7 separate regions of the Mus musculus genome follow, and all the other regions are linked to region 3. The links are chromatin contacts, called in public HiChIP or PLAC-seq and promoter capture Hi-C maps. All regions are on one chromosome and are shown on one strand. The core of a region is the stretch at or near the end of the contact, and the rest is flanking DNA. Distances in the headings are between cores, read along the strand shown. Region 1 has its middle 29 kb from the start of Gm13584. Region 2 has its middle 29 kb from the start of Gm25081. Region 3 holds the start of Psmb7 (proteasome (prosome, macropain) subunit, beta type 7). Region 4 overlaps Nr6a1 (nuclear receptor subfamily 6, group A, member 1). Region 5 overlaps Nr6a1 (nuclear receptor subfamily 6, group A, member 1). Region 6 overlaps Gm39799 (a long non-coding RNA gene). Region 7 overlaps Gm39799 (a long non-coding RNA gene).

Region 1 (3,964 bases), core at 1,353-3,852, 250 kb after region 3:
ATGTTGGCATGGCAAACACTTTACCAAGTAAACCATTTCAAGCTCCAACAGTTTTAAGTAAATTTAAGAAGGGTCCTGATTACAATCTTGTTAGAAACTGTGTTTAAAAGACGACTTTTCTTTGCTTTCTGTATCCATTTCTCCTTTGAATGAGGTAGAGTGGGCACCTTGCCCTTCCTTCATGTCAGAACTACCTACCTGAACGAATCTCAGAGGTTGTGTTTCTTGCTCAAGAATGCACAATCGGTACCTTCCAGGGAAATTTTAAGTACTAAGCAGGGCTAAGGATATGGTGAAATCCAGACAGGCTCAGGAGACAGAGTGCTCTGAATAGACACTTCTATTCAGAACACAGATGGCCAACAGTTTACAGAAACCTCCTTGCCTTCACAGAAATGTAAGTTCAAACAACAATGAGATACCAGCCCAGTTAAGAACAGCCATTATTAAAAAATGCTGCCTGGGTGTGGTGACACAGGCCCTTAGTACCAACACTCAGAAGGCAGAGTTGGGCAGATCTCTATGAGTTTGAGGCCAGCCTGGTCTATATAGCGAGTTCCCACCTAGCCGGGGCTAGCAAAGGCTACATAATGAGACCCTGTCTCAAAGAAAAAAAAATTGGTGGGGATGTGAGGGGAAGAACGATTTGTACACCTATGAGGACATTGGTACAGACACTATGGACAGTACTACAGAAATAGAAGTACCATGTGATGCAGCCACCCAGCTACTGATTTTGGTGCCAGCAGATCGGAGAGATGCCAGCACACCTGTGTTCAATATTGCTCTGTTCACAATGGCAAAGATCCAGAATCAGTCTAGATGCCATCAATGGATAAGTGAATAAAGAAAACATGTAGGTGTGATGAAACATCATTAGCTATATAAAAAAAAAAAGATGTTCTGTCATTTGCAGCAAATGTGCAGAACCGGAAGATATTATGTCACATGAAGAAAGTCAGTAAGTCAGATACAGAAAGACAAAATATTCTCCCTCATGTGTGGAGGCACTGTCAGGAGTGGTGATTCCTGGTGCTGGGAAGGTGGGGGAGGTAGAGAGATGTTAGACAATAGATCACAAAGCACAGACAAGAGGCTCAAGTTTCAGCCTCTATGGCAGGCACATTGGGGCAATTACAGTTCACAGTGACCTGCTACTGACTGAGGAGTCATGTTGGAGACAGACAGGTCCCAGCCCCTGATGTGATGATGACACAGCCGTTGTTGGAGTATCACACCCTTCCCCATAACATGAACACTTAAATAGTAATTACTAGTAACAATTGAAATTTAAAACTTTAAGGATATGAAACGGAAGAAAGTATTTGTAATCTTATATTTCACAAAGGGTATGTTTCCAAAATGTATTTTTAAAAATGCTTCACTCAAAAATGGAAAGTCAAAGATTGGGTAAACAATTTGAATAGACATATTTTCGTGGAAAACTCACATGCCAGGTGTGGTAGAACACACCTGTCACCCAGCACTGGGGACACTGAATCGTGAGGACCAGCAGCTTGAGACTAGCCTAAGATGCATAGCAAGTGTCCGGCCATCCTGAATGACATGTCGTTGGGGTTTGTTTGTTTGCTTGTTTTTGCTTTTGTTTTGTTTTTAAAAGAAAACAATGACAAAAAAAAATGCAAAAGTGGGGTTTGAACATGGGTGCCTGTAATGCTACTACTTAGAAGATGGAGTCAGGAAGATAAGGAATTCCAGGTCATCCTCCTCTACACAGTCAGTTTTAGGCTAGCCTTAGATACAAAATATCAAACAAAATGAAACAAACAAACAACTGATTTAAAACAAACCAGCAAGGGCCAACGGGTAATAATTCAAAAGGATTTTTTTTTTTCATCAAAAGAAAGAGAAAAATTGGGCAGAAGTTAAAACAAAGCATGACACTTTCCTTCATGTCACCTCTTCACTGTGATCCAGTGCGAAGGGAGGACCCGGCCTGGTGAGAAGCAGTGACATCACCAGAGAGGACCGTGGCCTAAGGAAGAGAGCAGAGCCAGGACCAAGCTGTGAGTTCTCCCAACAGCTGCCTGTCCTTTAGAGCTACATAGGTCTTAAAGGAGAACCCCGGCTCCTCCAGGCTGAAGAGGACACCATCGGCTGTGGAGAAGCCCCACCCCTTGCTCACACCCACTCACCCCAGCCTCCCAAGAACAGGCCCTGCTTATAATCATAGCTACGTGTCATGAAAGGCAGCAGGAAAAAAATTATTATGAAAAACCTTAAGATACACAAAAATAGGATAGCATAATGAATCCCCGTGCCCTAGTTTTCACCACGGTGGTAGTTTTGCCAGTCTTGCTTCCTTTTTGAACCCCCACATCACCATGTGCTTACAATGCAGCACTGAACCCTCACAGCAAGCCTGTGCGGTATACCACTCTCCCATTTAGCTCCAGTAACTGAGACCTTCAGTCATTTGCCTGAGGAAGTCCAGCATTGTTAGAAGTCAAACACAGGTCTGCCTGATTCCAGGTCCTGTGCTTCTGTACCGTCCTCAGCAAACGAAGAGTGGTGAAGGATGATCAGAGCCCACACCCGGAAGCGCCAGACCTTGCCTGGCTCTCCTGTCACCCCGCAGTCAGAGGTGGGGCCAGACAGCCATCTTGGAATGTGTATTGATCCAGGGAGACCGGATATAGTGGAGCCTGGAGTGCTACCACCTCAGGCTTGACCTTGAGGGAGCCTCCTTTCATCACATGGGAATGAGACTGTACCTCAAGGGGTCAATGGAGAGTTTCAATGACATAAGTGAGGAAGGTGCCTGGCACACAGTAGTGCTCCACAAATGGCAGCCACGAGTTCATTGTCTAAGGTCAGGAACCGCATGTTGACTTTTTTTTGGGGGGGGGGGTACGTTGTGGAATCAAAGCTGAGGAGCTGGGCAGAGGAGAAACAGCAAAACCCAATAGCTTGGTTACAGTAGAGCTAACTAGAAGCCCAATGCTGGACTGGCTTCAGGTCCCAGCATGAGAGAGAGAGAGAGAGAGAGAGAGAGAGAGAGAGAATGAACAAGAGTGAGAGAGAGAACAAGAGTAAGAGAGAGAGGAGAGGAGAGGGAAAAGGGAGAGGGGAGAGGAGGGAGACAGACAAGAGAGAGACACACATACACAGAGAGACACAGAGAGAAGACTTTCTCCTCCTCCTCCTCCTCCTCCTCCTCCTCCTCCTCCTCCTCCTCCTCCTCCTCCTTCTTCTTTGTAATGTCTCAATAGCTGTAACATCACAGGGAGAGACTGGGTGTTTCCATGGGGCTCCACAGCAGGATGGAATAGTGATACGTAAAAAGTGTCTGCCAGCCGCAAGTCCAACATGGGCTGGCCCTAGGACTTACTCTGACAAACAGGAGACAGGAAGCTAAGGCATAAGTCATCTTCAGCTTCTGTTGCTTCATCCCCACAATGTTCCATGTTATAGCCAGGCCTGTGTTGTGGAACCAGAGGACTGTTCATGCTGAGCCAGGCCCAGCCCACAGCATACTCACCGACAACCTCATGCAGTCCCACAGGTCTCAAAGCATGGCAGAAGCCACCTAGCCAGCCCATGGGAGCCACTAGGTATCTAACACTTCTTGTTTGAATGACATGGGAACCGAGGGGCTCAGTACAGGTAATCCATATACCTAGAAGGTGGCAGGAGCAATGGGGTCTGGATTTAGCTCAAGCTATTCTCGCACAGGGTATCACCTCTACCATTCAATCTTCACATAAGCCAAGACTGACAGGGTAGTTCAGTAGGCATCTCTCAGAAGAGAGAGAGAGAGAGAGAGCGCTGATATCTTTAGGGCTGGAGTTTCTCTCCATCCTGTGCAGAACCCCCATCTGAGTGTGGTAGTGGCATGGTTCTGAATGCAGAATGTGAGTGGTCTCAATAATCTGTGTATGTCACCTGGGTGTGTCTGTGTCTGTGACCCTATGGCATATTACCATAATACCATGGTAATGTA
Region 2 (3,497 bases), core at 617-3,116, 190 kb after region 3:
GTTTACTGGGGAGTAACCTGGAAACTGATACTAGATGACGGCTTGTTGGTTAACTCGAGTTCAGCCTTAGGTCAGGTTCTCAAAGATGGAGTCTGAACCCAGGATCTGGTCTCTCAATAGGAATGGTCAGAAGAAAATATTCATATAGGTACAACTGTGTGTAATCATAGTTCTATAAAGAGAGAAAATAGTGTAGGAGCAATAACTAAGGAGATTATAGGGGCTGGAGAGATGGTTTTGTGAGACCCCGACTTAGAGCGTTTCTCCCTGGAAGGTAAAGCCCCTGGATGTTCTCCAAACTTGTTTTCCCTGATCTTTAAAAGTACAGCTAGAAAAAAAGCTCTTTGTTCTCTATAGCCAGCAAAAAGTCTTTTTGTTTCTATACTGTACAACCAGAGATGCCTGCCTTCCTGTGCCGAGGACACGGAGATAAAAATTCAGAAAGAACTCACTCCCCACTCCTGCCTTGTAAATTTCACCAAGGACACCCGGAAGAGAAGAACTCTTCCCAACTTCTCCCAACTCCTCAGCTAGCTGTTAAAAGCCCCCTACTGTCACCGCTCGGGGGTCGAACTCCCTTGCTCTGCAAGGCGCGAGGGGTTCCTCCTCAGCTAGCTGATAATAAAACCTCTTACAGCTTGCATCAGGTGTGGTTTTCTCTCAAGATGTTGGGGTGTTGGCCAGCTCATCCTGGGACTTGAGCGGAAGCCCAGCATGGGGGGGGGGGGTCTTACAGTTTCATCAGTAAAGTGCCTGGCAGGAGCTTGGATTCACAACACCATGCAAAGAGCCAGGTATGAGAGTGAACCGGAAATTATGAGCTATGGGATGCCTTGAGACCTTCTCTCAAAAAATAAGGTGGGGGTGTCAAGAGGCACGTGATAGTGCTTTCTGGCCTACACACACACACACACACACACACACACACACACACACACATACACACACACATACACACACACACACACACACACACACACACACACATACACACACACACACATATATACACACACACACTAGCATCCAAAGACAAGGGCTGAGGGTTTTTGTTGTTGTTATTGCTTTTGGGTTGTTTTTTCTTTTTTTTTTTTTCAAAACTGTTGAAGAGAGTACCTCAAGACAGGAGCTTCATTAAACTTCAGGGTGGAGCACTTGCTCAGAACGGCAGTTAGAGGACTTTTTAGTGGAAACCTCCAAAACCAGAAGATAGAGCAATGAGAATTCTAAACCAGCCTGACGAGCTAGAGTGCCACACAAGGCAAAAATACCCTTCAAAACTTAAATCAAAGTGACAGCATTTCAGGGGCAAGCTGGGGTGACACACACTTTTAATCCCAGCACTCAGGAGGCAGACGTGGGAGGAGCTCTGTGAGTTTGAGGCCAACCTAGTCTACAGAGCAAGTTCTAAGACAGCTGGGGCTACACAGAGAAATCGTTTCTCAAAACAAACAACAAAACAGGAAATAGATACAAGTTGAAAAGTTTCATTGTCAGCAGTCTTTCAGCTATACTTCCTTGCCAGGCATGGTAGTGAAGGCACACCTTTAATCTCAGCACTTGGAAGGGAAGCAGATCTGTGATCTCTGTGAGTTCAAGGCCAGCTTGGTTTGTGTAGTGAGTTCCAGGACAGCCAGAGCTGCAGAGACCCTGTCTGAAACAACACAACAGTCCCTCAATCTGGAAAATGGTCCTAGCTGGGTGCTTGGGACTATGCAGTAGAATGCAGGAAACTGGACAGTATGTTTAATTTGTCTGGAACAACAACATTATACATGTAGTGTGGGGGTTGGAACATCTGTAAAAGGAAAATATATGGCCATGCCACCACAAAGTTCAGATGTGGAAGTGGAGTTAAAGCCTTGTAAGCTCACTGAATGTTCCAGGGAGAGGCTAAAAGGACTGAGACCCGCAGCTGTGGGACAGTATCACATGGCCTAACAGTCATGAGTCAGATTCCCAGAAATATAAGAGAAAGAAGAAAAGAGCTGCAAGAAGCACTTGAAGAGATAATGGCTGGGAATTGCCTCCAAATGAATAAAAGACAAGAAAGAAGAAATCATCGATCCAAGGAGCTCAGATGACAGCAAAGAAAAATACTGAAAGGAAGGAAGGGAAGGGGAGAGGAGAAGGGGGGAAGAGTGAGAGAGAGAGAGAGAGAGAGAGAGAGAGAGAGAGAGAAGGCTAGAGAGAAAAAGAGTAGGAGAGAGGAGAGGAGAAGAGAGGAGGGGAGAAGGGGAGGGGAAGGGGTAGGGAGAGAGGGAAGGAGAGAGGAGAGAGAGTAGGGTTGGGGAAATGGTCACTGAGTGCTTGCAGTCTGGATGTAAGAATCTGAGTTTTAATCTCCAGCCCCCACATTAAGAAGCGTGTTCTCTCCTTCTGTCCTGAGGGTCTTCAGGCTTGGCAGCAGTGGCTTTACACACTGGATCATCTCACTGGCCCTCACAAACTTATTTTCAAGATAGACTTAATGTGTAGCCCTGGCTAGCCTAGAACTCACTTTGTAGACCAAGCTGGCCTCAAAGTCATAGAGACCCCCCCTGCTTCTGACTGTGTCTGAACTAACATAGTTTTTAAATTCTCTGGATGTGTGTATGTATGCTTCTGTATGTTGGGATGTGGATACACATTTATGCTACATGTAAGGGACAACCTTGGATATTAGTGTAAAGCTAGTATTGTGTGTGGGTGGGCTGTGACAGGAGGGTCAGTGGGCCTTTCCGGCTGCTGGTCTAGCTCTAGTTTCAGTGAAAGGCCCCGTCTGAAGGGAGTCAGGTGGACAGGATAAAGCAGGACACCCAGCACTCTCCTTGGGTGTGTAATAGCACACATGTACACACAAAAAATAAAAACACACAAAAACTGTCATATTCAAACTGCTCACAATTAAAGATGAAAAGAAAACCTTGAATCATAGAGGCAACCAGAGATAAAAGCCATTTTACACATAGAGGTACAAAGATGAGGACCACAGACTTCTCAGCAGAAATGACACAAGACAGAGCCCCGAGTGTCATCTCTTTCAAAGTATTAGGGGGTATTAGGGGGAATACCTGTCAACTCAGAGTGATCTACCTAGTGAGAATATCATCCAAACATTCAGGAGACCTAATGATGTTTCTATTCAGAAAACTTATTACCCATACATTTCACACTAAAGACACAGTATAAGTGCTTAGGGAGAAGAAATTACAGGCAACCTATATCTACAGTAAGAGATAAGAATGGAAATAGTGTCAATTAGAGTAAAGAGAAAATGCAATGTACTGTAGGTTTACACTGCTTGTATATTTGACAAAATAATACAGAGAACGAGAAGTCTGCTGCAGTGTGAACTTTGTACTGTACACGAAGCAATATAATTGTTACTGTTCTCAAGATGCCCGAGAGAATAAGGTAATGAGTGGGTGGGACTATTTATTTTGGCTCATACTTTCAGAGAGTTTACTCTATGGTCACGGTCACAGGACGGCATAGGGGCAGGAGTGTGTTCGGTC
Region 3 (3,824 bases), core at 1,012-3,511:
CACTTACTGTCTACTCCCAGGTCTCCTCGAGGTTCCCAGTCGCCCTCTGCTGGGCTTTGCCGACCATCTCTAGAGGCAATGACACTTCTTCAGATCAGCCTGGCAAGGACTCCATAACTTCTGTCAGACTCCACAGAAGGACACAGTCATTTTCCCACTGCCATTAGACCCCACAGAAGGACACAGTCATTTTTCCACTGCCATCAGACCCCACAGAAGGACACAGTCATTTTCCCACTGCCGTGCCTTCCTCTGCTTCAGGCTCAGAACTCTGACTCCCCAAAAGCCATGTCTAAAAGTTGATTTTGTCATTTTTCATCTGTTCCTCTTGTGTGTCTCATAGGATTACACTCCCAGACTTCTAAACCAGCCCGATCCTACTTACACTCCACCACCAAAAAGATTTGTTCTGGGTTTTTCTCTTCTTTGGACTGTAAACTTGTGAGGCGTCTGACTTTGATAGGCAGCCATAACAAATTACTCTAAGCTGGATGGCATAGACAACAGAAATGTATTGCCTTACAGTTCAGGAGTTTGGGAATATAAGGACTATGAATTCCTTTTGCCTATTTTCTGGGGCTTTGACAGGTGACCTTTGTTTTCTCTAGCTGCAGAAACATCATTACAAGGAGTTATTATCTTCACCTGTGGCTTTCAGCAAGCAAGCACTCAAGCTAAGCTGGGCTAGGACCCACTCTCCGAGCCTATTCTTAGCACAGGGCTTCAAAATTAGAACTTATTTTCTTTATTTCAAAAGACCCAGAGATGCAATCAGATGGAACTTAATTTTTAGTGAACATTTACTAAAAATATGGTTGAGACACTGGTTCTAGATCCTTAGGATGTTATTCATTCATTCATTCATTTATCTATCCATCCGTCTGTCTTCAGCTACAATCATAATAGGACATAGTAGGTGCTTAATAAATATTTGTAAATGAATTCATTTCACAGTCATGGAGGGTGTCACTTATTGCCTAAATAAGTTTAAAAATATTTTCCTGACTTCCGCAGCAAGCCTCACATTTCCATCAGTAGAAGATTTTCTTAAAATTACATAACACTGCACTCATAGTGCTGGGTAACATTATGAATTCTGTGCCCATAAACAATCCAGTGCCTCTCCTTCAGCCTTAACAACTACTGATTCACTTTATGCTTCTGCAGATTTGCCTATTTTGAGATACTTCATACAAATGGAACTCTCTAAGGCTGGGGAGATGGCCCAGAGGGAAGATGACTGAAAGAGTAAAGTGGAGAGTGGTGGAGGACTCCCAACATTAACCATACACCCACATGTACCCACAGGCATGTGAACATGATTACCACATGAATGTATAGTATATCACATGTGAATGTAATTATACAATGTGGTTCTTCTTCTCCATGCCTAGTCTCTTTATATTTAGCAAATTGTTTTCCAGGGTCACCCCTGATTTAGTAGGTATCACATTCCCTTCCCTTTTACGGCCTAATACTGTTTCACTGTGCTGATATTCCACATTTTGTTTACTCATTCATCCGTCAATGGGCATTTGTGTTGTTTCCCGATTTGCCTGTTAGGTACCTGGTTGCTATGCTCATTTGCCTAGAAGCATCTGTGAACTTAGCTTTCCAGTTCTTCTGGGTAGGTATGACAGTGATAATTTTGGTTTAAGATCCAGTTCGTTTTCCGGAGCAGATGACCGTTTTATATTCCCACCTGTCACAGAGAGTTTTTCTCTGTCCAACTCCAGTCATTGTAGTGGGTCCAAAGCAGTGTCTCACTGGGGGCTTGGGGTTGCCTTGTCCTCGTGACTCAGGGCACGAAACGTCTTTCCATGTGTCTGTTTGCCTTTCTGAGGAAGGTGAAAGCTCCGTTACACACTAACAGTAGGAAATAAGGGAGTTGAAAGGGATTTGCTCAGCGGCTTTGCCTGGACCTGGGGTGTGTGGATGTCCCTGATACACGCCGGATTCTAGTTTAACCGCAGAAACAGATCTGGTCTGAGCGTCAGGAGATTTGGTTATTGGGGGAATTTTATTATCTGATTTAACAAATTCCATCCCTTCGGCTGATCGTCAGTTTCCCCTTCCCAGGACTTGAGGCAAAACTACTTCAAAGACCCAAGCCTCTCTAGGAAGTGAGAACTCAAGAACTCTATGTCCAAGAGCGCCAGTTCGAAGTTTGCCCCGCCCTCTCGTCCCGGTCTCTCGCGGCGCCGGAAGTGCTAAGTTCTTTTTTTGTCGCTCCGCCCTCGGCCCGGAAACACTTTCTTGGCAAGATGGCGGCTGTGTCGGTGTTTCAGCCACCGGTCGGAGGCTTTTCTTTTGATAATTGTCGCAGGTGTGTTCATGCCCGGGGGCGCGATCGGGACCCGAGTGGGAACTCTGTACGCCGGATCGGAACTGGGCTGCGGCCGGGGTCGGGGGCGTGAGGCGAGCGTGGGGATGGTGCCCGCGGCCGTGTGACTCAGGGAATCGGGCCCCAGCGCGGGCTGCTTCTGAGGCCGGCGCGGCCCTCTCCCCTTGCCAGTGTGTAAGGATTTGGACTTTCCTGTGGCTTTGGAGGGATTGGGTCACCGCCCCGATCTGTAATTCCTCGCCGATGGTGCTAATAATGGGAGAATCCAGTGATCACACTGGGGTGGAAGAAAATTGAGTTCCTTCCTAAGCACCCACTCTTCTCGCCAGTGGTCTTGTCCTCTAACACTTGATTTCTGTGCCTTCCCTTAGGAATGCTGTCTTGGAAGCGGATTTCGCAAAAAAGGGGTTCAAGCTCCCGAAAGCTCGGAAAACTGGCACTACCATCGCGGGGGTGGTGTATAAGGTAAGCCTAGACAGGCCGACCGTAGCGGTAACTGACCTATTAACCGTAGTTAGACCACTTGGACTCAAGCTTCCAGCTAGAACTGTCAGAGTGCATCATGAGAATCGGCTTTTATTAGGGAATGCCTTGATCAAGAGGTTTTACATGTTAAATAGTTTGTATTTACTCATTTTGAAGTTTTACACATGAGGGCAATTTGGCTTTTCCTAAGGTACTCTAGGAAGCAGGATGCTACAATGGGAAAGCACAGAATTTGGGATTAATTGGTTTGTTTAGATGTTTAATGCTTCCATACTGTTTCTAGTGAACTACTTGGGCAGTTTAGTCCCCCCCCCCCCCCCCCCCTTTGAGACAGGGTCTCATTATATAGCCCCGATTGTTGTAGATCAGGCTGCTTTAAACTAGAAATTTACCTGCTTCTGCCTCCACAACGTTGGGAGAGCCACTCTGCCCTCAGCCTTTTTTTTTTTTTTTTACAGAGTTAAATCTCTATCCATCAAATGGAGATAAATCCTGAAATAAACTGTAAAGATAATAAAGGCTAGCGATTAATGTTGTTAGTGGGGTGAAGAGAGTCACATTTCAAAAACTAATAGAGGTGACTGTTTCCTAAATTTTCTCTGTGTATGTGCTTGTACATATGCTATGGGACAAGTGTAGAGGTCAGAGAACAACTTGGTGGAGTCCATTCTGAGCTTCATGTGGCTTCTTACAATGGAATTCAGTTTTCCAGGCTTGCCCGACTAGTGTATTGTACTTGCTGACCTATTTTGTTGGAAATATTTTGTTGGAAAGATTGTGGGTCTTCATTCCACATTTTTTCTTTCCAGTTTAGCTCTGTGATTTAAAAGGAATTTACTGAATCGTTGCGCCTTGATTGAAGATGGAAATGAGTCTTAATCACCTCAAGAATTAGCCATTGACATTTATTAAGGATGTACTAATAATGTAGGACAATAGTTTTGGTAGGAATTTTGACTGGGGATATGGAATTCTGGGAGCAGAGAATGGCCAA
Region 4 (3,953 bases), core at 918-3,417, 150 kb before region 3:
ATGGTTGTTTAGTTTATTCTATAACTCTAATTCAGCAAGAGGTATTGAAGTACACGTATGTGTATTTCATCTCCTGGGTGGGATAGGGTGGGGCTGATTAGGTCTCAAGTTGTCCAGGCTGACCTCAAACTCACTATGTAGCTGTGGATGACTTTAAACTTCAGATTCTCCTGCCTTTTTATCCCCCGAGTACTGGGATTACTGGCATAAAGCAGCAAATCCAGTTTTATGCAGTGCTAGGGGTCAAACCTAGAGCCTAGTGCATGCTAGGCAGGTGCTCTGTTGACAGAAATATGCCCAAGCCCTATACTTCTATATACTTGTATTTTGTTTATTACATTTTATTTTGAGGGTGTAGCATATATCTCACAATGTACATACGGGAGTCAAAGGACTATCCACCCTTGAGAAGCAGTTTCTTCTTCCATCATATGAGTCCAGGGATCAGATCATTAATCAGTGCACATCATTAATCGCAGTACCCGGGAGGCAGAAACAGACTATATAAAATATTAAAAGAACTATTTTTTGGAGAGAGGGGTCAAGGTTTGTGTAGCCCAAGCTGGCCTTGAAGCCATGGATGACCTTCAGCCCTTTATCCTCTTTCCTCCATCTCTGTGTTAGATAAGAGGTGTGAGCAGTTATGCCTGGTTTATGCAGTGCTTGGAAATCAAGCCTCCTAGGCAAACACTCTACAAATGGAGCTACATCTCCAGCCCCCTGCAATGATACCTTTTCTACTCCTGCATATACAAGCATTTCCATTAGTTATATATTCCTAGAAGTGTTTAGGTTGCTGGATTAAATAGTATGTGCATTTAAAATGGACTTGGTTTTAAGAAACAGTACGACAGATGATCTCTCAGTGTACCAGCTTATGTGATAACCTTTTAATAGAGGAGGCTAGACAGTGATCCTGAAAACTAGTTTTGACAGTGACCCATTACATAGGAGGATTTACCTTCCCAGTAGCATAAGAATTGTAAGTAGGTAATTTTTAAGGGCATGACCAAGCAGATTCATAGACTGATAAGAATTGCAACTGACTAACTCAGTTAAGAAACTCAAAGAAGGGAATAATCTATGAGATTATTTTGTATACTATCCAGTATGCACTCCTTTTCCTGTAACCCAGATTTTTTTTTTTTCTGAAGGACAAATCCTGCAGTAATGCTTGGGTTTTTTTTTTTTTTTTTCCTAAGGAGCATTATTAGGAAGAGATGCTTGGACAAGTTCAAGGAAAGAATTCCTGAAAGCCATTGGTCTTTCCTCACATCCTTTCACTGTTTGCCATACTGCTGTTGTCTTAAGGATTGCATAGATAATACCTTTGGTTCCAAAAGAAGGTTTGCTCCCAAGAGTCTATCTCTGAGAGATGGCACAGAGGAGGTAGTGTTCAAGTCACCAATGGAAGCCCAATATCTTTTATTTGATATCTAGTTTTGTTGTTGTTGTTGTTGTTTGGTTTTTCGAGACAGGGTTTCTCTGTATATCCCTGGCTGTCCTGGAACTCACTTTGTAGACCAGGCTGGCCTCGAACTCAGAAATCCACCATTGCCCTGCTTGTTTTTGAGACTGGTTTCTCTGTGTAACAGCCCTGACTATCCTGGATTTGCTTTGAAGACCAGGCTGATCTCAAACTTCTAGAGATCTACCTGCCTCTGCCTCCTGAATGTTTGGATTAAAGGTGTACACAACCATGCCAGGCCAGCCTTTGTTTTGTTTGTTTGTTTGTTTGTTTTAAAGATTTATTTATTTATCGTATGTATGTGAGTACATTGTAGTTCTCTTCAGACACACCAGAAGAGGGCATCTCATCCCCTTACAAGTGGTTGTGAGCCACCACGTGGTTGCTGGGAATTGAACTTAGGACCTTTGGAAGAGAACAGTCAGTTCTCTTAACCACTGAACCATCTCTCCAGCCCCAGCCTTTGTTTTTAATTCATTAAATACTCAGCTATATATGTAGATGCCAATACCACAGAGAGGATCTGCTCCCACCCCAGCTGAGACAGGTCATTCTTCTCTGAGCACACATTGTGTTTTGCCCCTCATCTCAGAAGTGTCCTTGTATCTCCTGCTGGCTTGATCTCTACAAGGAGGGGATCTTGACTTTCCAACCTATTGTTTGTCACAGAGTAGGGCTTGCTCAATGTTGACTTGCTTTAAATGTTGAACTCTTTGTCACTAATTCTGGAACAAGGGAAAGGAGGATGGTGTCCCCTTCCTTACCTCTAAGAGATGTGTGAACAAACATTCCAGTGGGCTTTGGGACAAAGATTCTGGTGGGAAAACTGACTCATTGTACTCAAGAACAAACAAAGTTTCTAGATTTGTGAGTGTAAAAGGATCTTAGTGACAGGATAGTATTTCCAACTAGGATGGCTGGATCCTAGTTTGGGGTTTTGGTTTTGGTTTTGATTTGTAAAGAAAGTGAATTTAAGGAAGACTAATAGATTAGAAAGAGCATAGTCCCAGATGGTCTCTCACAATAGCACTCTAACTTAATATTAGTTCAAAGAGGAAGGTTAGTTATGGTCTTTTTTGAAACACCCAGATAAAGTTAAAATAATCTCTTTAACCTTGCTAACTACAAAGTGGTGAGGGGCATTTCACCTTTTTATCATGCAGAGTGAGTAGTGCACTCAGAATTTGCTAGCACACTGTGAAAACTGGGTGTTGGGAGGGGTTCTGCTGGTATATCTTTGTGATGTAGATGAATGTGTCTTTCTGAATCTTATAGTTGTATAATTTTGTAGATGGAGGTTAGAGATTATCATCTTCACAGATTCAACTTTTGAGGAGAATACTCCCTGAGGATGTTGAATTGTTGTGTTCTCTATTCTTGCAATATTCTTATAATATCTTGATGATCAGTACCTAGGGCTGTTCCATAGTAATATTCTAACTCCAATTTTTTTTCATTTGTTGTCCTTTGTTCCATAGTTACTTTTCAGTTGTTGTGATAAAATATTATGACCCAAAGCAACTTGGGACAGAAAGGAATTATCTTAAGTTTGTAGATTAAAAGGAATTTAATCTTATAGTTTATAGTCTATTATTCAGCGAATCAGGACAGGAGCTGATGCAAAGGCTGTGGAGGAACGCTGCTTACTGGTTTTTTTCTCATTGCCTATGCAGCCTGCTTTCTTATACACTCAGGACAACCAGCCCACCAGTGGCTACCAGTATGCTGGGGCCTTCCACATTAATTACCAATCAAGAAAATGTACCACAGACTTGCCTACAGGCCAATTTAGTGGGACATTTTGTCAATTGAGAGTACCTCTTCCAAAATAACTATAGCTTACGCCATGTTAACGTAGAACTAGCCAGCACACATAGTGTAATGAAAAGACAGATTAAAGGCTTCTTTTCCTTACTTAGTAATTTTCAAGATGATATCTTCTCAAACACATCCAACCATTGATGATAGGAGAATTTTTCAGCATTTCTTTTCTGTCCTCACTCCTCCTCTCTTCCAGAACCCATGAAGGCTGGACAGAACCTTTTAGCTACCATGCCTAGTTTGTTTGGTACTACATATCAAATCCAGAAGCCTCATGCATATTAGGCAAGCACCGTACCAACTGAGCTATATCCCCACTCCTAGCATCATTAAGTCATAGATTTTTTTTTCCTTTTCTTTTTGGTGGTGCTGGCAAGTGAACTCAGTTTCATTCACTTGGCAAATATTCCACCACTGACTAATGCTCCTAACCCTAGCCTGAAGATTTAAACATTTGTGTTGCAGTTGATTATGTATTTAAAGATGCTTGAATTGTGCTACTCTTGGTTACTGATACCTCTTCACAGTGATTCTATCATTTTTGAGTAGGTAGAAAAGGTCAGAAGTTGGTGATATTCAGGGAGAAAGAAGGAATTGAGGAAGGAACCATAGGTTTCTGGCATAGGAGACTTGTTAATATCATTAATTGAGCAGAGCCCAGACA
Region 5 (3,462 bases), core at 575-3,074, 180 kb before region 3:
AGTTTTAAACTGTGTCTTATAAGAAAACTTTGTTTGAAATTTAATAATAAATCTTATATGTTATCTTGGAGAAAAAAATATTTTCTATAGAGTTTTGGTACATTTAATTTAAGTTTGAATGGTTTTATGAAATAAATTTAAAAGGATACCAACTTTATTATGTTCTACTTATGATAGTAGGCTTTATTTATCAAATGCTCCTCTCCTTTCTATAAGAGCAGACCAAGCAACTGCACACCGTGGATACTTTAGTACTGCTGACTGTTCCAGGGCTTTGAATGAAGTATTCTGTAGTGCGAAAAGAGAGCACACAGGACTCGTGACTTTATGTACTTTAACAATACAGCTTTTATGGCACTGGAGGTGGTTAAAATGCTAGAGTAGCCCTTAACCATGGCATCTCGGATCTCCGTGCTGCCCTTTTCTCTTTCTTTCCTTTTTTTATTCTCTTCAAATCTCAGAGCTGCCAGGAGTGTGTGGAGCCTGTAACTTCCTGTTCTCTGAATTCTGCATCTTTCTGCAGCTCTGAGCTTTGTGTTCCCCAGCCTGCGACTGTGTGCTAACAAATCACTATTGTCCAGTGGGGCGAATGTGGCTGGAACTAAAGAATTGCTGTCTGGTTTCTATTCAAATCCAGGTAGTGAGATACATGAATGGACTTTTCGAATCGTCATGTGAATAACGTCTGCTCGGCATGAGAGCTCAGAGCCACGCTAGGCAAGATTAACTCCTAGGCTGCCCAGTAACACTCTGCGGTAGGAGCTAAACCATTAGAAAGAAGCGTCTGACACATGCTTAATTCTCCATTTCCTAAGTTGGGCTAGGTGTTAAATTATTTAACTGGTTTTTTTAAGTGTTCCTGAACTTTGGGAAACATGCCAGATTAGGTGTGTGTTTTTTTTTTTCCACTTAGAATAATGTTATATTGTCTGAAAAGTTTTTTCTAGCATTTTTTATATTATAAAGTTACTTGATTGCACATAAACAAAAGTAAGAGACAGCTGCTTTTCTCAAGGAACTAGTCCTTTAAACTGCTTTCCACCCCACAAAGGGAAACCATCCCCGCCCTTTTTAAAAAGTACTTTCTTATTACTTCAAATATTTTCCCCAAAGCCCACATCTATACAAAGAAAATCGAGCTTCACATGTAACATAAAAATCAAAGAAAACAAGTTGCCTTCAAATTAGGAACCCACCTAAGTTATACCAGAATTGGTTAATCTTTTTTAATTATAGGTTTAAAATGGTACTATAATTTACAATTCTCATTTATCTATAAACAGTTATTTTAAGTATCTTCAATATACCTGAAAAAGAAAATCTCGATAGGATTGCGTTTACATTTCTCCTCTCTCACAGGTACTATGAAATGGAGAGAGAGCCTTTTATGTTTCTTTTTGTCTTAAACTCAGACAGCTTTGTAAGCAGTAGTGTGTAGATTACAAGAGTTAGACAAAAGCAGGCGAGACTGAGAAGAGTGGAGGGGGGGTTGCTTGGGGCACTTCCTGTCACTCAACACATTCCAGATCACTAAAAAATTTCCACACACTGCATTCCCTCTTGCCCACTCAAGTTCCCAGTATTTTCTGATTCTGTGTGCTGCTGGTGTCTCTTGTGCTCCTTTCTTTCCATGGCTCTGCTAAGACTGCTTCAGGGGACACACATTCCTTTAGATTATACAAAGCATAGCTTGGAAAATGGCTGGCAGTTTCAGAATCTAGTCACGATTGCACGCATGAGCACCTCACACATCCATGCCCCCTTTCCCCCCTCCCACCTCCGCAGCTGGCTGACCTGTCTCACCCGCTGCTGGCCTATCGAACGGCCAGGACTGTCTGGTTTTGGCTCATGCCTTTGTCCATGTCTGGCTTAGTTCCTCTCTGTCTATGCTTGCCTTTACCCCCAACGCCCCAGGCGGCACAAGTGTTTGGCCATGCAAAACTACGGATAGAAAAGGTGGTAAAAACTTCAAACTTTGCTAAATTTTCTAACAGTTTATTCTTTTGTTAATTTCTGCCTTATTTAAATATTGTTTTAAGAAAAACAAATAGAAAATTAATTACCTAAAGGCAAAGAATGCAAAGCAACCTTTGTGTTCCTTATAATAACTGACTTAATAACTCTGCAGCTGCGTTATGGGGAGCGTATAAAGCTTCTGTTCCGAGAACAAAGGAGCACGTGCAGAAATGAGCCGAAAAAATCAGTGACAGCATTTCACTACACAAATTACTGAAAAGGTTTTAGTCAAAGCCTCTCAACAGATGCAATTTTAAAATGGTTTTTAGCTGGAAAAAAAATGAAAGTGCTTACCCGGTAAAAGAACCGAAGTAGTCCTGAACTGTTACGTAAGACTTTCTACAGTTGGATCTTTGTCAAAAGGGGAAGGGGGTGATAGAAGAAAGCAGCAACAACAAAAAAGTTGGAGCTGCTGTGGCTAGAGGACAACTTCTGTGCTTCCAGATAGGATTCTTGCTGTAGAAATGGAACTTCAGCCAGCACAGCATCCTGTCCCAGTAGAAAAATGAGTTTGTCAGTTTAAAAAAAAAAAAAAAAAAAAGATCCTGGAGCCCAGGCTAGACAAGGTATTGAACCGCACCAGGTTTCCTTGCAGCCCTGTCTGCTTAGCTCGCATTGAACTATATATGACCCAGATGATGGACAGAAGCACATTCAGTCATGTGCACACTGGAAGAAAGCGGATTTGCTGGTCCCCGCCAGGGCAGGGGTTTGTCTTCTGATTGGGCTGTGCCCTGATCGGTGAAATGTGAAGCCCTCACCATTCAGAGGCCATAATTCAGGACTGGCAGTTTGAGTGTCTGGCTGCTTCTAGTCACTGAGAGAGACTTTGTAGGTGTTGCTTTTGTTTGATGGCATGACCCACGGAGTAGTTGCTTACACCTTATATACATGTCGGGGGAACTAGTCTTTCTAAAATACAATAATGCAGCTGATGCCACAGTTCTAAGCCAGCCTATTGTTGATAAATTGTGCTGTAACTAAACTAATTGTTTGATTTAGCCAGCTTCCTCTCCAGACCATGGACCTGATTTTGCAGTTTGATAAGGTAATTATAAAAGTGGTGTTTGAAGCAGAAATGGTGTGTTCCTGTAGTAAGTCTAGCATTTGAGAGGCAGAAGTAGGAAAGATTGTGAGTTTTAGGCCAAATTTAGCTACATAGTAGCATAGTATATAGGAAGGAAGGAGGGAAGAGGGAAGTTTTATAGATCTAAATTATACCTAATGAAAAGCGAATAAACAGCAGAGAAGTGAGTTTTTAGATTTTAGAGTGTTTGAACATATGAGGAAGTAGCTTTAAATCTCTTATTATTCCTTTTTGGGATCACCCTTTAGTCATACAGGGGATTTTGGAGATGGGTAGTATAAAAGCATAGACTCCATCAAGCTGTGGCCTAGCCTTTAAACTTGCAACACAGCCTTAGCTGGCAGTCTTTAGATGAATTA
Region 6 (3,760 bases), core at 686-3,185, 150 kb after region 3:
ACAAATCGTTCATCCTGGCTCTGGAGACTTCAATCTGAAGGCCCCTGTGTGGTGCCAAACTATGATCAAATACATTTTCTCTGCTTTCCTCCTGTTACGCTGTCTTTTGTTAGGGCTGTTGGTTGTGAGCATTTGTGGTGTGCAAGTAAGAACTTGTCCCCTTTCCACCCCTTTCCATCCCTATACAAGCCTGCCAGGCCTTTTCTGGTCATTAGATTTTAACACATGGTGCTTCTTTTCCCTGGAGCATCCTTTCTCCCCACCAGTGAGACAAAATCTTATTCATCCATCAGGACCTGCATCAAAAGCGCTTTCCTAGAATATTAATATTCATCTAGCAGACATTGAGGGGGTCTACAGATTGCCTTCAAGTAATTGGTCAATGATGTGACAAACAGCCCACCCTCCTGGGAAGCCTTCCCTGGCCCAGACAGGGTTTTTCTTCCCTCTTTGGGGTGGCTCCCTTGGGTATCACCTAACACTACATGCTGCTCCTGCCTGGTGTGGCTGATCTTTATCTCTGAACTGAAGGGCAAGGACCAGGACTGACCCACCATGGCATATCCCCTCGCCAAAGCTTGCACTCATGCAATAGGGCCAGCATGCAGTGCACCGTTCTTCTAGGAGAAGAAATGCTGAGAAAGCTTCCTCAGCTCCCATTCTAGAGCAGCACTTTCGGCTGGCCCCATTGTCAAATGTTCTCAGCCAGCCTGTCCCCTCCCCTCTGATGAGCACCTGCAGTTTCTGGGTAGAGAAATGAAGACTAGAAAAGGAGGAGCAGTTGGCCAAGGCCAGACAGCAGGGAAGAGTTGAACTCACATGAAAATCTACCGAGCTGGTGCTTCTCAATGTGGCTGAATCCTGGGCAGCTGTGTTTGGGCAGAGGCAGTCTGAACTTGGGGGAGTCGCCCAAGCCAGACAAGGGTAGGATGAATACAGGTTTATGTCCCTTACCTTTAGGACCTAGTGGGAACCTCACAAGATGGGCCTTTGACCCAGCCCCCTCTTAAGCTATCAAGCCAACTCTGACCTCCTGTCAACCTTGGCACAAATTATAGACTAGAAAATAGCTCTGCAAAGGGGAGGGTCTTTCCAAGAGAAACCAAAAGGAGAAGATGGGATTGTTTTTCCCACAAGGTCACATGAGCAGTGGTCTCTGCAAACGTCCTCTCTGACACAGGTGCCACTCTCGGTTTCTCTCAAGAAGACATCAAGGTGGAGCTATCCCCAAGCCTGTGGCTGGAGATCTGGGTCCAAGGCTAGCACATACTTAACTTGGCCAGTGGCCTTGGAAAGTCATCGCTTGTTTTCAACCTCCTGATGTGCATCAAGGTACTGCTGGGAAAATAAGATGGGATAATAGCCTAGGAGCCTGGCCCAGGGCTGCCACCCTATTTATAAACAGAGACTCAATCAGAGTTGAGGTCACCTCGTCCATCTGGAGAAAGTCCCTCTGCCCTTTCCTGAGTCTGGGCTGCAGAAAGATTCTCCGGGGCAGAACGCCAATGGGGGAAGCACGCCTCTTGTCTCTCTGCTCTCCAGAGCCTTTTTCCTCCAAGCCAGCGAAGGAGGCTCAGGGTTGGGATAGGTCAATCGGAGAAACTGTGGCCCATTCCTCCACCTTCTGGGGGGCTCACCTCATTCAGGCAGAAAATAACTGGGCTGCAAACACAAAATATCCTAATTTTTAAAAAGTTGTTTGTGTTTTTCAAAATAGCAAACTAAGCATTGCATTTCATTGTGGTATTTCCATATATAGTTAGTTTTTGTTGATCTGCCACCCCTTATCACATCATCTCAGCCCCCCCTTCTCTTCCCCCTCCCCTCCCACAAGTCCTGCAGTCCCCATTCAACTTCCACATTGCATGTATTCTATTGTCTGTTTCCCTTTCCCTTCCTTAAGACATATTTCCCTTTTGTCATGTTCTCCTTTCTGTTTCATCATGAACACACACACATACAAACACACATACACACACACACAATCTAGGGTCTGCCCAGAGGAGAAAGAATGCCTTTGTCTTTTTGAGTTTGGATTGCTTTGCTTCATATAATAATTTAAAGATCTCAACTTAGTATGGCTGTCTGGTAACTCCTGTAAGCCAAGTTGGCCCCAGACTTTCAGGCATCCTCCTGTCCCTGGGTCCTGGCATTGCAGGTGCACACTACCACACCCAGCTTGCAAACACTGACTTCTAAAACATAAGTCGGGCTGGTGAGATGGCTCAGTGGGTAAGAGCACCCGACTGCTCTTCCAAAGGTCCGGAGTTCAAATCCCAGCAACCACATGGTGGCTCACAACCATCTGTAACAAGATCTGATGCCCTCTACTGGAGTGTCTGAAGACAGCTACAGTGAACTTACATATAATAAATAAATAAATCTTTAAAAAAATTGTATTTAAAAAAATAAATGAATAAAACATAAGTCAGGCAGAGTCTTCACTGCAGGGTTCATCTAGACAGCTCCCTGTAAGTGATGTCTATGGGTTTCCACACAATATCTCAGTGTAACCCCACATGGGAGTCCTACAGGGCACTCAAAGAGGCTTTTTTTCCCTCTGTGCTGGGGCTTGAACCCAGGGCCTCCAACATTATAAGCCATTACTCAACCATTAGCTTATTCTTAATCCTCTTTTTATTTTGAGACAGGGTCCCACTAAGTTGCCCACACTAAGTTGAGCCTACAATGCCCCTGTACCAGCCTCCTGAGTAAGTGGGACCATAGGCCTGAACCACCAGGTCTGATTCTCAGGAGACATTTAAAGGGGAAAGTTTCCATTCTATTCTTCCGAAGGCTGCAGATTCGTAGTCAGAATCTACCTATATCTTTTGGGAGAAATGTCGTTTAAAACTGTTGCCCATGGGAGTTGGAGGTATAGCTCAGTGGTTAAGAGTACTGGCTCCTCTTCTAGAAAGAGCAAGTGTGAGTACCAGTACCCACATGATGGCTTACAACCATCTGTAATTCCATGCTCAGGGTATCTGACTCCCTTCTCTGGCCTCTTCAGGCTCCTGGCACACATGTGGTATACAAACATGCAAGAGACCCATGCTCATAAAATAAAATCTGTTGCCCATTTCATTATACAGTGATTTAACATTTTATTTTGTGTTATTTTAAAGTTCTAAGTAGCACTATTATCACATTCTCTTCCATTCTTTGGTTTGTCTTTTCATTTTTTTTTTTTTGACAGTGACTTGCCAGAAGTAGGTGTTTTTGATTCTGATACAGTTCCGTTTATAAAGCTTTACCTTTGTTGCTGATGGGATCTGAAATATTTCAGGCTGGTCTTGAACTCACTGTGTAGCCAAGGATGACCCTGAATTTCTGATCATCCTGTGTCCACTTCCCCATGCTGGGATTACATAAGAGTATAACCACATTTTGTTTGTAGAATGCTGGGGATTGAACATGGGGCTTCATGAACACTAGGTGTCCTAGTTTTATTGCTGTGAAGAGACACTATGACCAAGGCAATTCTTACAAAATGGGGGCTTGATTACACTTTCAGGGGCTCATACCATTATCATCATGGTGGGGAGCATGGTGACGGGCAGGCAAGTGCTGGAGCAGTAGCTGAGAACTGCATCCTGGTCCATAGGCAGAGAAAGACAGACTCCAGCTTGGCATGGACTTTTGAGATCTCAAAGCCCACCCTCCAATGATGCACTTACTCCAACAAGGCCACACCTACTCCAATAAGGCCACATCTTCTGATCCTTCTAATCCTTTCAAATAGCTTTACTCCCTGGTGACT
Region 7 (3,926 bases), core at 1,006-3,505, 170 kb after region 3:
CCATCAGGGGTTACTCATAATGAATATATTAAATTTGTATCCATTAGTCATTATATGTTTTTGTGACATATAGAACATGCAACCTGGTGGGTGGATCCCACATAAACGGTGGGCTTTAGTTAATGAGTGTGTTTCCATATTGCTTGTCAGCTGAAGCAAATACAACATGTAGTCAGAGATTAGTCAGTATGGGAATAGTGGGGTGGTGGCTGGGGGAATACCTAGGCATTCTATGTACCTCTTGGTCCTTTTCCTGTAAGCCTAAAGCTGTTCTTAAAGTCATCTCTAAGAACTTGAGCTTAAAATGCTTTTGGGCCACCGAGGCCGTGCAAGCCTAGTGACTTGAGTTTAATCCTTGATCATACAAAGGTGGAAGGGGAGAACTGACTCCATGAATTTGTCCTCAGACCTCTCCTGTCCTGTTCCATGACACTCTGCATCTCTATGTGCACAGTCACAATGATTAAAAGGAAACCTTCCTTTTTTCAAACCAACCTACTAAGTAACTAACTAACCGAAACTCATTGTATGTTTGTCTGTATAGTGTATGGCTGTGTAGACATTCCTCTCAGTGTGTATGTGTGTGCGTGTGTGTGTGTTTATACATCCTGTGTGTGTTGGGGGTGGGTATGCGTGTCTGTGCATCTGGAGACCAGAGGTTGATAGAGAATGTCTTACTCAGTTGCTCTGCATCTTATTCTTTGAGGCAAGATCTCTCACTGAACCTGGAGCTCATCAACTTGACAAGGCTGACTGGCTAGTGAGACCTAAGAATCCTTTCTCTCTCTGCCTTCCCAGACCTGGATTGCAGGCTCTACTGAGCTGGGGTTTTTTTTGTTTTTTTTTTTTTGTTTTTTTCAAGACAGGGTTTCTCTGTGTAGTCCTGGCTGTCCTGGAACTCACTGTGTAGACCAGGCTGGCCTCAAACTCAGAAATCTACCTGCCTCTGCCTCCCAAGTGTACTGAGCTGGTTTTATTTTACATGGCTGCTGAATCCTAACTCTCATCCTCAGGCCTGTGTCATGAGCACATTACCAACTGTACCATTTCCCCAGCCCTAGAATTAAAGCTCCAAGATATTAAACCAGAAAGGCTAGATGGAGGTCAGTACTGGACATTCCCTCAGGGTTGGAAGACATGTTAGCTATCATTCTGCTCAGAATTACTAACCACTGTTTTTTTGTATTTTTCTTTTGTTTTGTTTTTGTTTGCTTGCTTGGGATTGTTTTGTTTGTTTGTTTGGTTGGTTGGTTGGTTTTTTGTTTTTGTTTTGTTTTGTTTTGTTTTGTTTTGTTTTTTTGAGACAGGGTTTCTCTGTTTAGCCCTGGCTGTCCTGGAACTCACTTTGTAGACCAGGCTGGCCTCAAACTCAGAAATCCGCCTGCCTCTGCTTCCTGAGTGCTGGGATTAAAGGCGTGCGCCACCACGCCCGGCTACTTTGGTTTTTTGAGACAGGATTTCTTTGTGCAGTCTTGGCTGTAGTGGAATTAGCTCTGTAGACCAGGCTGGCCTTGAACTCACAGAGATCCATCTGTCTCTGCCTCTGGAGTACTCTAACTGATTGAAGTCATGTGTCACCACCGCCTGGCTTAGCATTTTTATTTTATTTTTTTAAACCTCTAGGAAAAATTAAGGATTTCCCCCAAATACATACAAAGCTCATCATCCTTAAATTGTGCTTTAAAAGACCAGAGTAAGTGGGGTGGGAGCAGGGGCTTCCTGGAGTGTGGGTGAGGGTGGGGGCCTTGACTGTGCCTGTTCCCACTCTTCAGCTAGTTACACTGGGGCATGGGAATTTTGTGGTATGAACCAATGTTGCTGATTTAGCCCACATAAAACTGGTCCTGGTTGGCTCTACTTGTTATCCAGTCTTGGCACTGTATTGGTAAATAGAGTAAATGTGATATCTGTAAAATATGATAAGGTGAGGGCTGAGCCAATCACCTCGGGGCAGATGGACTGGAAGTCAATGAAGGCATTTACTAGGGAAATACAGTAATGGCAGAACTTAAGCAGAAGGGAAGAACTAAATGGGGGAGATGTTAGTGTGAGGGGATTTCACAGAGGAAGGTGACTGTGGCCAGGCTAGGTCACACAGTTACTTGTGGTGGCATAGAAAGGCTTCTTATTCTTGTCCCCTTCCTGTCACTTGCTCATGAATGAATCCATTTCTACTGAGTGTCACATGCTCTGAACACTGCCATCAAAGGTTTCCTTCCTGTGCACACATGTGGGGTGACCCTTCACACACTGAGCATGTTTGCTGAATGCAAGCACATGCCTTGATGAATCAGCAGCCCTCATAGAGTTCACTGTACAGTGATTTACTATGTAGTGGCTCACCATCTCCATACTTCTGTTTTCTTTTCTGTGAAATGGAGGAATAGAACAGCAGTCACCTAACATATTGTCAAGATGAAATGACTAAGTAGCATGCAAAGTGCATAGGCATTGTAAGGTCACAACACCTACTTAGCCCTACTCCACCCCCACAGAGATAAAGATTAAACCCAAGGACTTGCATATGTCAGGCAATTACCCACAGCTTCTAGGCCCTTTAGCAGGGCAACTTGAAGGTGTGTATGCATGTGTGTGTGCGTGTGTGTACTCTCATGTGCATGCGTGAGCACATGTGTTTGTGTACCCACGTGGTGTACAAGGATGAATGTGTGACTGTGCATGTGTTCATGTCTATGCATATCTGTGCATGTGTGTGTATATGTGTGTGTGTATGTGTGTTTGACCTTGGTTGCATGGTTCTTTAGTGTGAAGTTTTTAGATGACCAAGTCACGTCTCAATGTCAAAAGATTAGACATGACAGGTGATACAACAGACCCACTCTCCAACTTGATTTCTGCCCTCTGTCTAGTTACCCTCTAGGCTGGGTATAGACACTGTATGAGCCACATTAGCAGTTACTCTGGAAAGTGAAATCTGGAGGATGGCACCTGACTAAGAAGTCCCAGGTCCCACAGGCCAGCTGGCAGAGCCCAGAGCTTGTCTCCATTGCTCTCTCCACAGGTCTGTTCTGTCCCCGTGACTTGACTGGTCCTTGGTCTCTCACTGTTTGGTGTCTTGCCTGGCCCTCAGACTTACAGCCCAGACTTTTCCTGGAAAACCCCAAGCATTGTCACCTTCGTCCTCCCAATTCTGTGGCGGAGAGACAGAATTAGAACTTGCCTCGTGGTACGAAGTTGTGGCAATGACTGTAGAAGAATGACTTTCAACTTCTAGGAACCGACCCTGACAATCAGATAAGGCAAGCACTGAGTCACTGGCAGAGGCCACATCAGTGGAGATTTCAATTGTGTGTGTGTGTGTGTGTGTGTGTGTGTGTGTGTGTGTGTGTAGGATGCAGAGGCCCCTGGTTCCACTTCCTCCCTGGGAGGCCCAGACCCTTCAATACTGTTTCTGTGCTGAGATGGGAAGGAAGCACTCACCCAGCAGGTGACAATCCAGACCAGCTGGGATGTGCTGCTAGATTAGGTCCTAAAATATCACAGCTGTGAGAACCCAGATTTTTGTTTTGCAGATGATAAAACTATTCAGAGAAATCAAGGACTTGTCCAACTTTCCCAGACAAGCTTAAAAAATAATTGGGCCTTAAACTCAGGGATCCCGGAAGATCACCACATGGCTCCCAATAAGTGTTTTTTCCCAAGTCCTGAGCCTCAGCCACTGTCCTGAGGTTCAAATGATCATGGACAAAAGGGGGAGACCAGAGTTGGAACTGCAGTCAAAACCCATGTTTGACCAGGTCCTGCTGGTCATTCTTTGTCCTTCTGGATGGCTCTCAACATCACTTTTCTAAGACCCTACTCCTCTATGTAAAGCGCTGGGAGCCATATTGTCTCTCCTCTCTCTCATCTCTTGATAACAGTTGGTTAGACTTGAAATGGACCTAGATTCCAGCTGTTCCCTGGGC

The links. Promoter capture Hi-C pulls out the DNA fragments that hold promoters and counts their contacts. HiChIP or PLAC-seq counts read pairs in DNA pulled down with a chosen protein or histone mark.
Region 1: a contact with region 3 is called in a promoter capture Hi-C map of embryonic stem cells, with 2.6 times the contacts expected there. The contact joins the enhancer-like site here to the promoter of Psmb7 in region 3. A contact is called at or near these places in 10 of 39 promoter capture datasets (3T3-L1-derived adipocytes, the HPC-7 cell line, embryonic stem cells and 5 more), 1 of 15 datasets of contacts at CTCF or cohesin (embryonic stem cells), 1 of 484 Hi-C or Micro-C datasets (the G1E-ER4 cell line), 8 of 115 datasets of contacts at active chromatin or transcription factors (astrocytes, bone marrow-derived macrophages, embryonic limb bud and 2 more) and 1 of 9 other capture datasets (embryonic stem cells).
Region 2: a contact with region 3 is called in an H3K4me3 HiChIP or PLAC-seq map of bone marrow-derived macrophages, with 5 times the contacts expected there. The contact joins the enhancer-like site here to the promoter of Psmb7 in region 3. A contact is called at or near these places in 3 of 39 promoter capture datasets (the C10 cell line, embryonic stem cells and liver), 3 of 484 Hi-C or Micro-C datasets (bone marrow-derived macrophages, embryonic stem cells and nephron progenitors), 12 of 115 datasets of contacts at active chromatin or transcription factors (the 230-238 cell line, CD8 T cells, bone marrow-derived macrophages and 6 more) and 3 of 9 other capture datasets (adipose tissue, liver and macrophages).
Region 4: a contact with region 3 is called in an H3K4me3 HiChIP or PLAC-seq map of embryonic stem cells, with 13 read pairs. The contact joins the enhancer-like site here to the promoter of Psmb7 in region 3. A contact is called at or near these places in 5 of 39 promoter capture datasets (the 3T3-L1 cell line, 3T3-L1-derived adipocytes, macrophages and 1 more), 1 of 15 datasets of contacts at CTCF or cohesin (the NIH/3T3 cell line), 1 of 484 Hi-C or Micro-C datasets (the G1E-ER4 cell line), 2 of 115 datasets of contacts at active chromatin or transcription factors (bone marrow-derived macrophages and embryonic stem cells) and 2 of 9 other capture datasets (liver and pancreatic islet).
Region 5: a promoter capture Hi-C map of 3T3-L1-derived adipocytes shows a contact between it and region 3, with 2.0 times the contacts expected there. The contact joins the enhancer-like site here to the promoter of Psmb7 in region 3. A contact is called at or near these places in 8 of 39 promoter capture datasets (the 3T3-L1 cell line, 3T3-L1-derived adipocytes, the C10 cell line and 5 more), 1 of 484 Hi-C or Micro-C datasets (CD4 T cells), 2 of 115 datasets of contacts at active chromatin or transcription factors (the SCID.adh cell line and large pre-B cells) and 1 of 9 other capture datasets (adipose tissue).
Region 6: a contact with region 3 is called in an H3K4me3 HiChIP or PLAC-seq map of bone marrow-derived macrophages, with 2.9 times the contacts expected there. The contact joins the enhancer-like site here to the promoter of Psmb7 in region 3. A contact is called at or near these places in 22 of 39 promoter capture datasets (the 3T3-L1 cell line, 3T3-L1-derived adipocytes, the C10 cell line and 14 more), 1 of 15 datasets of contacts at CTCF or cohesin (embryonic stem cells), 1 of 484 Hi-C or Micro-C datasets (embryonic stem cells), 6 of 115 datasets of contacts at active chromatin or transcription factors (CD8 T cells, the HPC-7 cell line, bone marrow-derived macrophages and 1 more) and 1 of 9 other capture datasets (adipose tissue).
Region 7: a promoter capture Hi-C map of liver shows a contact between it and region 3, with 5 times the contacts expected there. The contact joins the enhancer-like site here to the promoter of Psmb7 in region 3. A contact is called at or near these places in 25 of 39 promoter capture datasets (the 3T3-L1 cell line, 3T3-L1-derived adipocytes, the C10 cell line and 16 more), 1 of 15 datasets of contacts at CTCF or cohesin (embryonic stem cells), 1 of 484 Hi-C or Micro-C datasets (embryonic stem cells), 8 of 115 datasets of contacts at active chromatin or transcription factors (the 230-238 cell line, CD8 T cells, the HPC-7 cell line and 3 more) and 1 of 9 other capture datasets (adipose tissue).

The regions. Positions count from the first base shown.
Region 1 is chr2:38,396,184-38,400,147 of GRCm38.p6, reverse strand. No RefSeq gene overlaps it. Among named protein-coding and RNA genes, the nearest start is that of Gm13584, 29 kb to the right of the region's middle. Within about 2 kb of position 2,602, at least 4 of the 459 cell types and tissues checked have an H3K27ac peak or open chromatin away from gene starts, as enhancers often do. A contact at or near this core is called in embryonic stem cells, where this site is marked.
Region 2 is chr2:38,449,175-38,452,671 of GRCm38.p6, reverse strand. No RefSeq gene overlaps it. Among named protein-coding and RNA genes, the nearest start is that of Gm25081, 29 kb to the left of the region's middle. Within about 2 kb of position 1,866, at least 16 of the 459 cell types and tissues checked have an H3K27ac peak or open chromatin away from gene starts, as enhancers often do. A contact at or near this core is called in bone marrow-derived macrophages, where this site is marked.
Region 3 is chr2:38,642,343-38,646,166 of GRCm38.p6, reverse strand. It overlaps Psmb7 (proteasome (prosome, macropain) subunit, beta type 7), which reads left to right and starts at 2,261. Exons shown (of 8, transcript NM_011187.1): 1 at 2,261-2,326; 2 at 2,716-2,809. The coding sequence starts at 2,265.
Region 4 is chr2:38,789,390-38,793,342 of GRCm38.p6, reverse strand. The region is part of intron 3 of Nr6a1 (nuclear receptor subfamily 6, group A, member 1); the gene reads left to right. Among named protein-coding and RNA genes, the nearest start is that of Nr6a1os, 25 kb to the left of the region's middle. Within about 2 kb of position 2,167, at least 12 of the 459 cell types and tissues checked have an H3K27ac peak or open chromatin away from gene starts, as enhancers often do. A contact at or near this core is called in embryonic stem cells, where this site is marked.
Region 5 is chr2:38,822,418-38,825,879 of GRCm38.p6, reverse strand. The region is part of intron 3 of Nr6a1 (nuclear receptor subfamily 6, group A, member 1); the gene reads left to right. Nr6a1os (a long non-coding RNA gene) reads right to left here. Exons shown (of 7, transcript XR_866167.2): 1 at 2,311-3,462. Among named protein-coding and RNA genes, the nearest start is that of Nr6a1os, 8.2 kb to the right of the region's middle. Within about 2 kb of position 1,824, at least 311 of the 459 cell types and tissues checked have an H3K27ac peak or open chromatin away from gene starts, as enhancers often do. A contact at or near this core is called in 3T3-L1-derived adipocytes, the HPC-7 cell line, the SCID.adh cell line and 3 more, where this site is marked.
Region 6 is chr2:38,495,931-38,499,690 of GRCm38.p6, reverse strand. It overlaps Gm39799 (a long non-coding RNA gene), which reads left to right. Exons shown (of 3, transcript XR_866165.2): 2 at 1,181-1,332. It also overlaps a transcript of Nek6 not described here. Among named protein-coding and RNA genes, the nearest start is that of Gm39799, 4.6 kb to the left of the region's middle. Within about 2 kb of position 1,935, at least 7 of the 459 cell types and tissues checked have an H3K27ac peak or open chromatin away from gene starts, as enhancers often do. A contact at or near this core is called in bone marrow-derived macrophages, where this site is marked.
Region 7 is chr2:38,471,305-38,475,230 of GRCm38.p6, reverse strand. All of the region lies in intron 2 of Gm39799 (a long non-coding RNA gene), which reads left to right. Among named protein-coding and RNA genes, the nearest start is that of Gm25081, 7.1 kb to the left of the region's middle. Within about 2 kb of position 2,255, at least 81 of the 459 cell types and tissues checked have an H3K27ac peak or open chromatin away from gene starts, as enhancers often do. A contact at or near this core is called in CD8 T cells, the HPC-7 cell line, bone marrow-derived macrophages and 3 more, where this site is marked.